Regions from separate parts of the Sus scrofa genome. Here region 1 is linked to region 2. A link is a contact called in public Hi-C data. All regions are on one chromosome and are shown on one strand. The core of a region is the stretch at or near the end of the contact, and the rest is flanking DNA. Distances in the headings are between cores, read along the strand shown. Region 1 overlaps SMYD3 (SET and MYND domain containing 3). Region 2 overlaps SMYD3 (SET and MYND domain containing 3).

Region 1 (2,700 bases), core at 83-2,582, 260 kb before region 2:
TACTTCTCACCTCTCTGTAAACTGGACTGAGAATGGAAACTGAAATGTACAGTCCAGATATAAGATTTTCAATTTCAAGCTATCGCAGAGAATTTCCAAAAATTTAGGTAGAACTATGTAACTATTTTTAATGAACGATAAAGACTTCTAGTGATAGAAGATAAGCTATGGACAGTAGGTGGCTTAGCTCTCTTTTTTCTCATATGCAGAATAGGACTTTTCAGCCAAAGTTATTTTTCCTCACTGGCTGTTTGGTGTTGACATGCGCTAGAAGAAGCTTGGAGATACCATGTGCATTCCTTTGGTCTTAGCTCCTTGGTAGGCTTTCTTACATAATATAGGCATAATTTATGCCTATTGTTTGGCTGGCTGGCTATAAAGATAAACCAGCCCTAGTCATAACTTGTATTTGAAATGTCAGTATTTCGTGGAGTTAAATTTATAATAAGAAATTTTACATGAAATGATTACTTTTGGACACTAAACTTCAAGTCAAATAACAAAGGAATATATAATTAATATCATTTTATATATATAATTATGTTATAACATAATTATAATTAGATATTTTAGTATATAAAATATAGTAAAATAATTAAATATTTTTATATTTTAGTAATCATTATAATTATAATTATTTATATTATGTTATAATTATGTTATAACAATTATAATTATATATTTTAGTATACAACATAAAGTAATTATATGTTTTATATTTTAGTAATAATTCAATTATATATTTTAGTATATATACTATATTATATATACATATAAATATACTTAATATATTTATATATTTGTCAAATATATTTTATATAATTATATAATTTCAGTGGTATAATATAGAAATATTATAAATTATTAATGTTAATTATATGAGTATATATTAATTAATATACATACATATTAGCTGAAGGATTTGAATGGCCTTATCTTTGCCACCTAGATACATGAGGTTGACATTTATAAGACTAGGCTCTCAAATGCTGGGAATACAGTATGTGCTAAAACTCAGCCCTGCCTGCTATTCTTAGTTACTGAGAATAAGTACTCTTATCAGACAGAATAGTTGTTTTCTTGGTGTCTTAGTCCACTTTTTCGTAAGGGGGTAGCTCTTTGTTACTATAGTTGTTGAACCAAGTATTTTTGTGTTAAGACTGAAGAATGGTAGACTGTTAGACCTGGAAAACACCTGAAGGGTCATAGCCTTCATTTAATGTGGTTTATTTATGTATCTATTTAATCTGGTGTTACCGTGTGCTGTGGTGTAGGTCACACATGTGGCCTGGACCTGGTGTTGCTGTGGCTGTGGCTGTGGTGGCAGTCGTAGCTCACAGCATATGGGAGCTCCCAGGCTAAGGGTCAGATAGGAGTGATAGCCACCAGCCTACACCACAGCTCACAGCAACCCCGGATCCTTAACCCACTGAGCGAGGCCAGGGATGGAACCTGCATTCTTGTGGACACTAGTCAGATTCATTTCCTCTGCGCCACGAGGAAACTCCAGTAGCCTCTGTTTTATACAAGGCTATAAGATGCATCATGGGCAGGACTGTTGCCGGCAGAGCAGTTCAGACTTTTTATATTGTTCTTTTTCCATGATACCACACCATCTTGTTTCTCTCCATACTGTGGGTTTGCTTGTTCACTATTCTGCATATTTGGGTTTAATGCTAAATATATTATCAAAATTAGAGAGCCTGCCTTTTCTTGTACTCTCTTTCTTCGGTCGTGGACTAGAATCCCATGCCCGAGTTTCCATTGTGGCCCAGTGGTAACAAACCTGATTAGGATCCATGAGGATGTAGGTTCGATCTCTGGCCTTGCTCAGTGGGTTAAGGATCTGGTGTTACCGTGTGGTGTGGTGTAGGTCACACATGCGGCCTGGACCTGGTGTTGCTGTGGCTGTGGCTGTGGTGGCAGTCATAGCTCCGATTCAGCCCTAACCTGGGAACTTCCATATGCTGCAAGTGTGGCCCTAAAAAGCAAAAAAAGAAAGAAAGAAAGAAAGAAACAAAAGAAAAAAAAGAACCTCCTGTTCATAAGGACTGGTCACAGTGGTCTAGACAGCAGGCAGGTCACAGCAATCTCCCATCCTGGCTTTCATGGCTCCCATAGGATTGTCTTGAGCCATGTCCACTAGGGCCACTTAGAGCCACAAGAGTATAGTTCTCCCCAGAAGGGACCAGGGCACCACCTGAAAGTCCAGTAGGTAACACGCTGCCTGCGGTGCTCATAGGGACGGTTGTGAGGTCTGTGATGCATCTGTGGTTACACTTTAGGGCTTGGAGATGAAGGGCTGGTGCGGTGTGAGCAAGGGAACCCAGGGCAGCAGTACTCATTGAATTACCAAGGGGCTCTGTGGTTTGGACAGCAGGCAGGTGGCTCTGCCTCACACTTGTGTCTCAAACAGGCTATTTTCTTGGCTGCATTAAGTTTTTTCTTTTTAAGCATTGAAGTATTTCCTTTTCTGTCTATATGGGTTTTCTGTTGTGTGATAGATTGCCACCAACTTAGTGGCTTAAAACAATACGTACTTATTTTACAGTTCTCTGAGTCCAATAGCTGTTTTCAGTTTCGCATCTGGGCGTGTAACAATTCCTGACTTTTCTAGAAAGAACACAGTTGTATAACATGAAACACTGATGTGAGCATATGGACATTCAAAGCCAGTATTCAGGGCTCTTGCTTCAAACC
Region 2 (2,811 bases), core at 116-2,615:
ATAGGAAGTGGTATCTCATTTGGCTGTCACATAGTCCTTATCAGAATTATAGCTATTTGGAGTTCCCGTCGTGGCACAGTGGTTAACAAATCCAACTAGGAACCATGAGGTTGCGGGTTCGATCCCTGGCCTTGCTCAGTGGGTTAACGATCTGGTGTTGCCGTGAGCTGTGGTGTAGGTTGCAGACGTGGCTCGGATCCCGTGTTGCTGTGGCTCTGGTATAGGCCGGTAGCTACAGCTCCGATTAGACCCCTTGCCTGGGAACCTCCATGTGCCGCAGGAGTGGCCCAAGAAATGGCAAAAAGACAAAAAGACAAAAAGACAAAAAAAAAGAAAAAAAAGAATTATAGCTATTAAATAAACTGAAGCTAGTGCATAATAAAACTCGAAGACGCCAAACTATGTTTCAGATGTGAATCTCTGGGTAGGTTGCTAACTTCGAATTCTTTATTCAAGAAGAATCATGCCTTGATGAGATCTATCAGGTTTCAAAACCCTGAGAGTTCAGAAGAGGAAGTTTTATTGTACTTTTTATCCAGGGCTCTCTCTCTGCATGCCCTCCCCAAAAGGCACTTAAGAGAGGGTGGGATGCTGCCAACTGGGGCTCTTAGCAGGGAGATACCTGCTCGTCTCCGTTTCTCCGTTTGGCAGAAATGCTGTGAGCGGAGCCTTGGGAGCCAACCTGTGACTGTACATTTGGGAATTCACTCACTCGCAGTTGTTGGCAGCCCTGGCTTAGGTCCAGCACACCGTTTTCACTGGAGAAGCGCCACTCTTTGGATTTCCTTGTCTGCAGACTGTGTTATTGTCAAACCTTTCGGCTGGGATCAGAGAGAGGTTGGTTTGTCTGGGCGTTGCCAGAGCCGTACCTACGCATGACCTCTTGTCTGAGCACCTGCCAGAGAAAGCTCTTATCTCTGCAGGGCAGCTGAGGGCTTGAAGATGCCCCTGATAGGGGCTGGTCCTGCTCCCAGCAGCTCTCATCACTCCCTGACCGCAAGGCCTGCATTCTGTCTCACCACTCACCTTTGTACTTCCTCCTGTGTCCTCACATACTTCCAGCTGCCTTGGGTCAGGTCCAGTTTTCCTGGTGCTGCGGATGCTCTGAGGTTCTGGGAAGGGCTGGGAAGCATGAGCGTGGGCTGCAGCCCTTGCTCAGGGCGCACCATTTGCATAGCTAAGTGACCTGGAGAGAGCCTCTTACCGCACTGCAAGCCCTGCCTGCCCCAGCCCACCTCTCATTTTTTTCCCGGGGAGAACAATCCCTGCCACTGCTGATGCCCAGCTAAGACGGAATGAGATTGTGTGAGATGAAAGTGCATTGCTCATCCCAAATGGTAGCTGTTGGTATCTGTCCAAAGCCTCTTGGGGAGAGAGGGAGTCTTCTGTGTCTTGGAGCACAAAGCACAAGCTCAGTACATTCCAGCCCAAAGCAAGAGGCTCACACTTCCGATTTCACAACCAAGTCAGTTCTCCAGGGATCTATTTCCCCCCCCCCAGCCCCATGACATTCCCAGTTGTCTTCGATTAACTTTCAGGTGACTCAGCCGCTTGGAGGTGGCTTCTAACAAATCGGTCCTTCTTTCTTTTCCTGCTCCTTGTGCTGTTTCATTGAAAAGGGGCTCCCGTATTTGCCACCATGAAATATAGTCATTCAGTGTCCCATTGTGCAGGGCCAGCGTGTCATTTCTTTTTATTTTTTAAATTTTTTTTATTTTTGTCTTTTTGCCTTTTCTAGGGCTGCTCTCGCAGGATATGGAGATTCCCAGGCTAGGGGTCTAATCGGAGCTGTAGCTGCCAGCCTACGCCAGAGCCACAGCAACGTGGGATCCAAGCTGTGTCTGCGACCTACATACACCACAGCTCACGGCAATGCCAGATCCTTAACCCACTGAGCAAGGCCAGGGATCGAACCCGCAACCTCATGGTTAATCGGATTCGTTAACCACTGAGCCATGATGGAAACTCCCAGTGTGTCATTTCTTTGATTAAAGTTCATGCCCTGAACTGGGCTCAGAAGCCCTAAGAAAGCCGGAGCTGACCTCAACCGTGGAAAAACACTCTATGTGTGCCTCTCCTGGAAACAGACACCATGGGATCTGCACCAGCCGGTGTGGTCCTGGAACCAGTCAGAACTTCTGTGCAGTGTAGGTCATGTTAGGACTTCAGGATCTGGGGCAGACTCCTTCGTCCAGAGCACAGAGGCATCTTGTTAAATAAACAGTAGGAAGGAGCTGGAGGAAGTTTAAGCCTGGCACTGATGAATAGCTGCTTCCTCTTCACTCTGCCCCAACATCCACAGGCTTTGAGCTTTTTGTGTCTCAGGAGGTGTCCACAGTTTGGTTGGCGGCACTGGAAAGCCAGTCAGCCCTTGTTCCACATGCTTTTTCTTTTTGGCTCCTTAGGGCCGCACCTGCTGCATATGGAAGTTCCCAGACTAGGGGTCGAATCAGAAGTGCAGCTGCCGGCCTACACCACAGCCACAGCATGCCAGATCCAAACCACATCTGTGACCTGCACTGCAACTCAGGGCAACACTGGATCCTTAACCCACGGAGTGAGGCCAGGGATTGAACCCACATCCTCATGGATACTAGTCAGGTTCATTACCCCTGAGCCACAGCGGGAACTCCCCACATGCCCTTCTTGATTTTGTCTTGTTGGGTTCTTGAATCCTGGATTTGGCTGTATTTGTTGAGGCTACCCCTACTTTATTTATATTTTACAAATATATATGTATATATATATATATATATATATATATAAAAGAAATCTTGTGTCTTTTGACAGTCAATCAAAACATACCAGGTA

The links. Hi-C and Micro-C count contacts between places; a contact is called where the count stands out from the background.
Region 1: a contact with region 2 is called in a Hi-C map of heart right ventricle, with 2.3 times the contacts expected there. The contact joins two enhancer-like sites. A contact is called at or near these places in 2 of 47 Hi-C or Micro-C datasets (embryonic fibroblasts and heart right ventricle).

Annotation. Positions count from the first base shown.
Region 1 is chr10:18,778,168-18,780,867 of Sscrofa11.1, reverse strand. All of the region lies in intron 5 of SMYD3 (SET and MYND domain containing 3), which reads left to right. Among named protein-coding and RNA genes, the nearest start is that of SMYD3, 240 kb to the left of the region's middle. Within about 2 kb of position 1,332, at least 1 of the 83 cell types and tissues checked has an H3K27ac peak or open chromatin away from gene starts, as enhancers often do.
Region 2 is chr10:18,515,990-18,518,800 of Sscrofa11.1, reverse strand. All of the region lies in intron 5 of SMYD3 (SET and MYND domain containing 3), which reads left to right. Among named protein-coding and RNA genes, the nearest start is that of SMYD3, 500 kb to the left of the region's middle. Within about 2 kb of position 1,365, at least 6 of the 83 cell types and tissues checked have an H3K27ac peak or open chromatin away from gene starts, as enhancers often do.